Linked DNA regions of Gossypium hirsutum: region 1 is linked to region 2. Evidence: chromatin contacts called from public Hi-C data. All regions are on one chromosome and are shown on one strand. The core of a region is the stretch at or near the end of the contact, and the rest is flanking DNA. Distances in the headings are between cores, read along the strand shown.

Evidence for each region. Hi-C and Micro-C count contacts between places; a contact is called where the count stands out from the background.
Region 1: a contact with region 2 is called in a Hi-C map of leaf, with 2.1 times the contacts expected there. The contact joins the promoter of LOC107953219 here to the promoter of LOC107953212 in region 2. A contact is called at or near these places in 5 of 34 Hi-C or Micro-C datasets (anther, hypocotyl, leaf and 1 more).

What each region holds. Positions count from the first base shown.
Region 1 is chrA07:22,926,293-22,931,914 of Gossypium_hirsutum_v2.1, forward strand. LOC107953219 (zinc finger protein BALDIBIS) reads left to right here and starts at 1,651. Exons shown (of 3, transcript XM_016888457.2): 1 at 1,651-2,160; 2 at 2,244-2,640; 3 at 2,793-4,096. The coding sequence starts at 2,037. The coding sequence ends at 3,789.
Region 2 is chrA07:22,576,505-22,582,034 of Gossypium_hirsutum_v2.1, forward strand. LOC107953212 (NADPH-dependent diflavin oxidoreductase 1) reads left to right here and starts at 1,798. Exons shown (of 12, transcript XM_016888449.2): 1 at 1,798-2,098; 2 at 2,175-2,252; 3 at 2,369-2,473; 4 at 3,104-3,195; 5 at 3,959-4,143; 6 at 4,622-4,719; 7 at 5,018-5,092; 8 at 5,197-5,307. The coding sequence starts at 1,958.

The DNA of each region.
Region 1 (5,622 bases), core at 401-2,900, 350 kb after region 2:
ATAAGGCAATCATTCACTTCTTTGTTCCCCACTCTACACCCCTTTGCACAATGCCTTGCATAAGCAAGCCAAAATTGTAAAGCACCAACTATATGTACCATTTGTTAAAGAATTAGATGACAACGAGAGTGACACAGTATAAACTAAGTTGCCAGTCTTTTTTAGCATCAAAACGCCTCCGATTAATCAAGAATGTATGCTCAAGAATAACAATCAATATCAGTGGGTGTTAGATTCTTATGGAGATGATTGAATCACCTCGTCAATTCTAGCTTAACTTTACATGATTCTTATTGAAATAAGATGAAAGGTCGATACCTATTCTGAAAGCGTCATAAAGGATTTGCCCTAGACTATGCTTGAATTTTTCTATTATAATATGTTTGTCTACCAGAAACCCCATCAACAACGTTATATCTTCTAGCGTTATTGGCACTTTGCTGTATTAGAGATAAAACATAGATATGAGTGACAGAACGTAAGTAACTCTCCCAATTTGGCTTACGTGGAAGAATTTAGTACCTCTTAATTGATGAATGATTCTGTCGCCAGGCAAACCTATACTCGTATTGTTGCGAAGCCAAGCCACAAGATAATATTGAAGTGTCATTAAACTCCGACCAACATGCCCTTCTTAGGATCTCAATAAGTTGCAGCCATTATAGAGCAATTGATAATTGTAATTTAGAGGTACTTAGTTGTGTAAAGGGAAGGTAGAATGTAAAATATGTTTTGTTTTGTTTTACCGTGCAAAATTAACAAGTTTAATTGCCTATTTATAGTTTCTGAAATCATGGTTATGCTATGATTTTAAGTGAAAGTCAACAACCACATGTGTTAACTTCAACTTATATTTTTATTAAAATTTATTAAGGTTACATTATCTATTTTTTTTAAAGTAATAACGAAGTTGATATCACTAAATGTCGAGTTTATGATTTAGGTTTATCTGCAACTGTTTCAAAATTTATTTTCAATTGTTACCGATTAATTTTAAAATTTTTCTCATGAACTTGACACTAATTGATATGGAGGTATAATAATCATAACAAAATAGTTAACTCTTCTTTCAAAAGCATACAAAAAAACTTGAAAGGATTGTTAAGTATCCTTAGCTCAACACCCAATAAATATAGAAATACTCTTAAAGAAACATATTCTAATAAATTTCCCTCAAAGATATATTAGTAAATAATATACAAAAATATATAACACTATATTTTTAATAGAAAAATATAAATTCAAACTTTAAAAATAATGTTAAGAAAAAAAAGAAAAGGAAGAACTACAAAATTTAAAAATAAATATTAATAACCAACAAGAAATATACGCATAATTAAAAAAATCACGGTTACTTTACATCATGTCAGTAACTATTATATAATTATTTTTTAAAAAGGTAAGTGTTTATTATAAGAATAAGTAAATTATTACTTGTTAAACTATTTAATGAAATATATAATTGGGTGAATTTACAGTCTCTTAAAATTTTTCCTTTTTTGTTTTGTTCAGATCCCTTACTACTTTTTTTTTTTTTAATTTCACCTCATCTGACCTTTTTGCATGATCTCTCTCACATGTAGCATTTTAAAACGATTGCAAATAATATAATAATTATATATCAGAATTACTTATATATAAAGGTGGTCCTGCTGAGTCTATGGCTGACTGACTTCGAGGGAGCTCGTGTAAGATAAGCAGATAAAAAAAATATATTCCCTCCAGCTACCTTTCTTTTTGGTTTTTTCTTTGGGTTAATTTTAAGCCAAAACTGAACAACCTCTTCAACCAAACCCCATATTCATATACATATATATAGTTTCACTGAGTTTGAAAAAGTTCAAAAATCAATCTTTCCCTTCTTTCAGAATCCAAAAAGAAAAACCCAAAAGAGAGAGAGATCTGTTGGGTTGTGTTTTACTTTGTAGCAAATTAAGCTTCTTCTATTTTGTAGTATAAACTAAATCACCAGGTTTGAACCAGTAGTTTAGTTTAGGTTTCACGAAGCTGCTTCAATTCATCAAAGTATATCAGAAATGATGTCTCCAGATGGGCTTTCGATTCCCTCAACTGTCAAAGGTTTAGCTCAAGCTCAACAACCAAATCCAAACCCTAACCCTAATCCAGTGAAGAAGAAAAGAAATTTTCCAGGAACGCCAGGCAAGTTTATGTAATATCAAGTTATCACTATTATTAACTTTTAGAAGTGTATTTTCTTGATGGATTTTTGTTGAATTAAGCAGATCCAGATGCAGAGGTTATAGCTTTGTCCCCAAAATCTCTCATGGCGACCAACAGATTCCTCTGTGAAATCTGCAATAAAGGTTTCCAAAGGGACCAGAATTTACAACTCCATAGGAGAGGTCACAATCTGCCATGGAAGCTGAAGCAAAGAACAAACAAAGAAGTTAGAAAGAAAGTTTACATCTGCCCTGAAAAGACCTGCGTTCACCATGACCCATCCAGAGCTCTAGGAGACCTCACTGGCATCAAGAAGCACTTCAGCCGGAAACACGGCGAGAAGAAATGGAAGTGTGAGAAATGTTCCAAGAAATACGCAGTTCAGTCGGATTGGAAAGCTCACAGTAAGATTTGTGGCACTCGAGAGTATAGATGTGACTGTGGAACTCTCTTTTCCAGGTAACTCCAAATGCTTATATATAGTTTATGGGGAATTTCGTATGATTATTAGTTTTTTGGAGTATTTAATGAGGTCTGACCCTAAAATGGCTGCTCTTAGTTAACGATTCGAGAAGGGTTTTTATTAGTTTCTTTCTTTTTATATCATACAGGAAGGATAGCTTCATAACTCATAGAGCTTTCTGCGATGCTTTAGCTGAAGAAAGTGCAAGATTCACCTCGGTTTCAACGAATGTTAACCCAGCGGCAGCATCCTTTAGAAATGATTTGATACATGGGGCCAATAACAATGGGATGCACCAATTTTCATCAGGGTTTAGGCCAGAGTTCGGTGGTTTAGAGCTAGTCGACAACCTCAACTCAAATGGGCAAAACCCAAGGCTACAGTTATGGCTTGACGAAGCTAATAACCCTTTTGGTATCCCCAGTAATACAAACGCTTTCTTAGCACCAAAATCTACAAGCTTTCCTGACTTGGGAATGGCACCAATGAACATGTTTGGATCACTGACTACACACTGGCTCGGCAAGTACCCAGAAGATGCATCATTTGCAGGTGCAAACCTCAACATGTCAGCATTGCGACAAGGACCAAAACAAGAAGAAGAGAACAAGGGAGATTTGTCTGAATCCATAACATCTTTGTATTCCAACAATAGTCTCCAACAACAACAACAACAAAACCACACTCACATGTCAGCCACTGCACTCTTGCAAAAAGCAGCCCAGATGGGATCTACAAGAAACAACCCAGCAATTAACAACAGTGGCTTTGGGTTAATCAGCTCCAACACTTACGACCAAAACAAGAACCATGTTTACAAGCTATTCAAGCAAACGAACGACCAATCTGACAACATAAATGAATTAGTGAGTTCACTGTCCTCAAATCAAGCAGCCATTGTGAAAGACGGGTCTGCATTAGATGATTTAAAGTCGAGCTCATTTGTTAGAAACGCCAGCAGCAAAGGGAAACAAGGTGACCAAGCGGTTGTACTTGCATCGAAGCTGAATAACACAAATTCAAATGAAGTTGAATCGAGCTTAACCAGAGATTTTCTTGGCGTGGGAGGTGAATCAAGCAGACCGTTGTTGCAACAAGAGCTAGCCAAGTTTGCTTCAATGGGTTCCATTCACCCATGGAGTTGATTTAGAGTAGTGGACACTCACACCATGTAAATCAAACAACGAGTCATGGACTGGGAAATGGAGTCTTGTGAAAGGTGGTGGGGGCCACTGGACTGCGGTGGTGGAAGAGACTGAAGAGAAAAAGAGACTTGGCAGTGGTTTGGGCCCTCCATGCACGTAGATTTTTCACCGTTTTTATTACTACTATAGTTCCTGTGTTTTTTTTCTTTCAACTTTCATTAATTTGCATTGTCTTTTCATCCCTTCTACTGTGACGGCTATGACAAATTTCCTAGCTGGACTCCAAATAAAATCAGACAATTACCTATGTTTTCAGCCTCTATGACTGACCTTCCTTCTATGTCAAAATGTTCAACTCAATCAATACCCACTTTTCTTTGCTTTTTCTCAAATACCCACTTTTCCTTCGTGTCGTGCATGAAAAAAAAAATTGTTTTGCAGTTTGCATGAGGTGATGAAAAAATACAAGGGAATATTGTATATGTAAAAATAATATTATTGAAAGAGATGGTTATACTTTTTAAAAAATTATCTCTTATTAATTGTAAAACCAACACCAAAAATACTTTTGTCATAAAAAAATGGTGGTACTAGCAGTTGCGAAAATTCACCGTTTAACATTTTTATAATTAGATTAAATTTTATTGATGTAATATTTTTTCTCCCAATTTATAATGTTGAGAGGGTAAAAATATTTTGTCTAATTTTATAAATGAAATTAAAAATTCATTATATATGCATTATTTTAGAATATTTTTTTATTTTTAATATAATTTATAGATTTTGAGCATATTTATCAGAATAGGTATGTTTTCCCCTATCTCTACAGTCGGGTTTTTTTAAGGGTTTGGGTTATGGATTTGTTAGGGTTATTTTTTTAAAGTTTAGGGTATTTTAGGGTAGTAAATGGATTTTAGGGTTTCGTTATGATTTAGGATTTAATGGGAGGCTGATTTGATGTCTCGTGATAAGTTTTATATTTATGATTGATCGTACTTGAAAACTAACTATTATCACGATGAAGGCAAGCGCACCTATCGAACAGTAGTATAGTTTATAGCAATATCGGAATGTCGAACCCACAGGAACTAAAAGTATTAGTATTAACTTTCTTTTTGTTATCTAGCCTAAAAATAAGGGGATTTGTTTTATCTAAACTAATTAACTAAACTAAGAATAAACAGAAAGTAAATTGGGGAAATACTTTTGGGAAAACTGATTTATTTAGACAATACCCAAAGGAAAAATCCACCTAGACTTCTCTTGTTATTTGACTCTGAATCAGACGATTTGTTCACATGACTTGATCCATAGGAATCCTTAATTTATATTATTATCTCTCTTGAGACTAACAACATCTAACCCTAGGTTGATTAATTGAAATATCTTTCTAATTAAAACCCTTAGTGTTGCATTAACTCGATCTATGGATTTCCTTATTAGGTTTGACCCTAATCTGGTAGATTTATGTCGCCCTATGTCTAGGGGTGCAATCAACTCTGCTTAATTATGCTAGATCTACTCTTAGATAGAGACTTTTGCTCCTCTGAATAAACACATCAATACTTGAATCAATGTCCTGGAATATTAAGACAAGAATTAAGAACACATAATTAAGAACAAATCAAGTATTTATCATATAATTCAGAAAATAATAACAAGATCTGTCTTAGGTTTCATTCCCCTTAGGTATTTAGGGGATTTAGTTCATATGTGTAAAAGAAAACATCTCAGAAGAATAATAACAAAACATAAAGAAAACCCCAAAACCTCTGAAGGAAATTGAAGGGAGATCTTCAGTCTTGAAGGAGAATCCGGCTTCTGAGATGGATC
Region 2 (5,530 bases), core at 548-3,047:
ACACTCCTGTCTAGTATTTCCACTTTCTCTTAATCGTAGCTAGTATAATTTTTTAATAACTGAAATGTTTTTGATGCAACTAATCTCAAAAACCGTATTAAGCATTTAAAAAATCCAAAGATATTTTATCCACTAGCAACTAAGGTTTAACCCTTTTTTATTTTGACCTAATCTCTTTTCACATTTGTATTTGTTAGGATTTGGTAACTGTTAGCCCAAATGGCCAAATAGGATTCGAATCTCCGACTCAGATAGACTCGACCCAAAAGAAGAATGTTCGCTTATAGAGATAGTTTGCTGGGATCTTGCTGGAATGCTAGATGTTCGCAAATATAACTCGCGTAGAAAGCTCGCATGGAGGGCTCGCATTAGCCTCGCAGGAATGAGGTCGCAAGTTATGTTTGCAGAAGGGATCGTCAGTCCTACAAGAGACTCCCGCCTGTAACTAACAGGTATGAGGCTCGTTAGAGGAGTCAGTCCCAAGATCAGAAAGGATCGCTTGCTCTGTAGACATGCGTCTAAAAAGCCAAGAGAGGCCTAGGGAATGTCAACACCAAAGACAGTGAATGTCAATGCCATCGATCCCAAGACCGAGATAAAATAGTGGGCCCTATTGTAATTTGTACTAGTAGCAGTAGAAACATGTATAAATATCCTCTTCGTTCCCCTTAATACGATACGGAAAAAGAATATTACTCAATAGTATTTAGTTAAATTATCATTTTGGTGCCTAAAATAATTTTTAGCACTTTGGCCTATATACTTTATTTTTGCTATTAACTTTAGCCTTTATATTTTATTTTTGCTATATAAAATAAAACGTAAATTATATAAATGGTCACTCGACTATTAAAAAATTTCTTATTAAGACATTTAATTTTAAAAAATTACAAAATAATTATCCGAGTTATCAATTCATTTTTTTAGTCTAAAACCGTTAAAATACTAATGGTAGACTAATGTGGCAGTTAACTTAATGATATGTATTTTTTTCTATTATTTTTTTCCCATAATTTTCACGTAATTTTATAATTAAAAAAAACTATTTTTAACCCCCAAAACGGTGTTTTAAAATCTTAATAATCTGATACATTTTCACCTTCTTTGATTGTTGTTTATTATAACAGCAGAAACAGTGAACAGAGAAGTAAGAACACTAATGAAAATTTGAAAATTAACTGGATCAAACAACATTAGATAATTACAAGCTTGCCACCCATCCATCATTTATAGTATCAAAAGTTAAAAAAATGGGGAAATAGTGTAATTTGATTATTTTTAGTTACTGATTCAAGAACAGGTCATAGATCCCAGAAAAAATGAGACCGGGTCGGGTCACGATTCATAATCCAGCTCCAGCTTTGGCGCGATATATCTTGCCAAAAACGTGGAGAGCGGCGACAAAGGCAATGAAACAAAGAGTTATGACTAGGACAATGGTAGGGGAGATCTTCAAGCCCGGAGCGTCGTCTGTGTAGAACCAGAGCATGTTGCTCCCGAAATCAGAGCCGACGGAAGGCGAGGCAGAGGTGGCAGCGCCTCCCATAACCCTGCAGCGACGCATTCCGCCGTTGTGAAAGCTTTGCCCCTTTATTCTTCGGGGCTTTAAAGCACCCAAAACTTATCAAAACGGTACCGTTTTGGGTTTATTTTTTATTTTATTTGAACGGTTTTGGACTAAAAAGATAAATTGATAAGTTAGGCGACTTGACAATAAAATTTCTAATAATCAGATAACTGTTTATGTAATTTACATTAAAGTAAAAATGGAGATTAAAAAAATAGCACAAGTACCGAAGTGCCAAAAGAGTTTAAGCACAGAATTAAGGGTTCTGAAGGCATCTGGACGTAACCTCTAACTTAACCCGACCCGCGATCGCTTTTTCCGCGAACCTTCTTGAATCTTCCGTCGATTCCGATAACCCTAGAAGGAGCACTTCATTCTTCAAGTTTAGCAATGGAGATGAAGTCGAAGACACTACTCATACTATACGCAACTCAGACGGGAAACGCATTAGATGTAGCCGAGCGTATTGCACGAGAAGCTGAGCGAAGAGCCTGCACCGTCGTTATTCGTTCAACCGACGATTATGATGCTGTAAGTTATCTCTTCCTTTTTTCTTTTTCCATTTAAAATTATTTTTCTGAGTAACTTACTTGATACTGTTTTGCAGAATTCGTTGCCTGCTGAAGACACTGTCATTTTTGTTGTTTCTACCACAGGCCAAGGGGATACTCCAGATTCTATGAAGGCAAGGCTAACCGTAATTATTTTTCTTCAAATATCCTATTTTTGTTCCTAGTATGCCTCAAAGTTATTGTTTTCGCTTTCCTAATCTTTTATATACATACATGTATTATATTGCAGGTATTTTGGAGGTTTCTTCTGCAAAGAAATCTTGGCAGCCATTGGTTGGAAGGAATTCACTATGCAGTGTTTGGATTAGGAGATTCAGGGTACCAAAAATATAATGTAATGGTTTTCCACAGTTGATTTTATTGCATTTTTAAATTCATATCTACTGTTTTTCACATAACAATTATTTATATTATATTTTGTTTTTATTCTTCATTCTTTGTGGCTTATATCAGTTTTGTTAATGTTCCTCATCTTGGAGTACAATGTTTGAGGAACCCAATGACTTCATATACTCTTGATGACATTATGATTATTACCAAATGCCTATTTTCAATGCGGATTACTATTATCCATATTGCTTAATGAAGGCCACTAATTCCGATGTCCTGAGACATCTTCACATTGAAGCAAAAATAGGGAAACAGGGAGGCCAGTCTCGAGACATGTATTAATGTCTCGAGACACATTATGGGATTTTGATTTTTAGAGTTGGATTCAAATCCGGACTCCGCATTCGACCTCGTATAACCCCGGGGTTTAATTAATGAGATTGTTATACATTTGTAAGGCATGATTACATTCGTGATTGATATTAATTTGATTTATAGCATAAGCTATGAATACGGTGGCTTTCTATGGCTTTCTTGTTTCAGTTTCTATTAAATTGTTTGGCATGTAGTTTGATTGACGCTGTTCCTGGTGCATAATTAGAGCGAAACTTAGTTTGGCATGTGGTGGCTGCAGTTTGTTGCAAAGAAGCTTGATAAAAGACTTTCAGACCTTGGGGCTACAGCTGTTGTTGAGAAAGGTTTGGGAGATGATCAGCATCCTTCAGGGTATTATAATCTAGTACTTTTAAGAAGAATGTCATTTAACTTGGTCTGATAGTAGTTTCTTCTACAATATTCTTCTCATTTCTGCTTTCTCTAAATGATTCACTGTTGAATCAAAACCTTTTAGAAGTTAGAACATGCTGCAAAAACCATACAGAAATCAAGTAAATAAAGTCTTGTGGAAACAAAATGTTGGGGAGTGTGCATGATAATCTAGGTTTTAGAGAGATTTAACTGATTTATAGATGATAACCTAGCTTTAAAGAGAGATGTAAGCGTCCATTGGTTAATGGTTACATTCTTGGAAAGCATACTGCCGAGAGTGGATAGTTTACATCAACACTGGTATTCTGAAAAGCATTAAAAACTTTAGAAGCTACGTACTGTCATTTAGAGCTGATTGGATATGGATTAAAAGCATAGGGTAGCTTTGAGGAACCTTGTGGCTTATGTCACACAAACTTTTTACTTCATGGTTAAGAGATATCTCTATGCCACAAATGCATTCCAAGATCATCCAAGTTGAAATAAGACATGAATCTTTGTTGTTACTACTAGAAGTGCCAAATAGACTTAAGAATCATTTAGATTGAATTGCAAGAGATATGGATTTCTTCTTCACCCTCCAAAATATAGGATAGTTTTTCTTTTTTAAAAAAATTGGAACTTTAATGATGCTTAGTTTTAAATGTGAGTTAAAATGAAACTCAACTGGGATAATATATTTTCCTTCTAATTTATAAAATGTTAATTGATATTTGCACAGGTATGAAGCTGCTTTAGATCCTTGGTTATCATCATTGTGGAGTAGGTTAAATGAGATCAAGCCCCATTTCTTTCCAAAAGGTCCAGATTTTTTGGTTTCAAATGAGGAATTAATTGGCCTGCCGAAATTTCAAGTCACTTATCATAATGTCGATGACATTGATTCCCGATTATCAACTGCAACAGGTAACTCGAAAAGAAAAGAAAAAAGTAGAAGGGTATTGAGCTAGGGGATGCTAAAAATCAGAACAGGCTAATACCAAATTGTTGTTTAAGTAGTCATATTGCAATTGAATCGTCAAGATGTGTAACATGGGGGAAAAAAAAAACAACACTATTGTCCATTGACTCTAGATGATTAGTTTGGTTTGAAGTGTTTTCTCTTTCAGGGGCTGAAAAAAGAAAAAGAAAAATCAAGCAAAGCAAAGCCAAAAATCTGAACTTTCCCCTTCTCAGTCTTCTCACTGACAGAGAAAAATTAAGCGGAAAAAATGTTTTTCTTTTGAAGGTTTTCCCCCCTTTTTATTCGGTTTCAACCAATGTCCTCTCTGACTGAAACCTTTGTGCACTTGGTTGATTCCTAGATATAGTTATTTCATCTTCTTTTCTCTTTTCTGTTTTTGTATTTCCTCTGATAACATGCTTTTGTCTTGTACCTTCTCAGATTTTAAATACCTTCAGATGCAAATTGGGAGGGCTCGTTCAATGTCTTCCGGAAAAGTTCCTCATGAGAAATGCAAGCCTGATGCCTTTCTCAAAATGGTAGTAGTATACTTTCTATGTTTTGATAAAAATCTATGTTATTTAATTCAATGTTCTTCATTTTAAATTCATATTCCGTGACCATCTTGTTCAATCATCTGTCTTGCCCATTTGGTATTATACTAAACGATGGCACAGTTTTCACATGGAGTCATATTTATCCACTGTTTAATGATGGTTAAAATCTTTTTGGCAGTTGCTTCCCATGGTTGGTCTTTGGACTGTTCATAAATATTACTTTTGGTGATATTTGGTCTATCTTTCTTCTTATCCCTGATGTTTTAATATTCCTTTGCAGGTGAAAAATTTCCCATTGACCAGAGCAAGCCACGAAAAAGATGTGCGTCACTTTGAATTTGAATTTGTTTCTCAGGTAGGTCGTTTCTGTTCTTTCCATTTTATTGGGTACATCTTTACGAATCAAACCATGTGCCTTGTTAGTTGCTTGATGTTTCTGTTCTATTCTATATGTTGTAGGTGATTAAATATGAAATTGGTGATGTTCTAGAGGTTCTCCCTTCACAGAGTCCTGCAGCAGTTGATTCTTTCATACAGCGCTGTAATTTGGATCCTGAATCATTAATAACAGTAAGTTCTTTTGCATATTGGTATATGGTAGTAATCCTTCTTTCTGATTTGTATGTGTCCATTATCAATATTATAGATTTTGCATAGACTACATGTTCAAACAATTTTACAGCATTCATTTAGGGATTGTCCTGGAAGCTTAGATTTATGATTTATTTGAGAAAACTTTTACCCCTTTCTACCTAACATTATGCTTTGACTAGATTTTGTAAAGGAAGGAAGA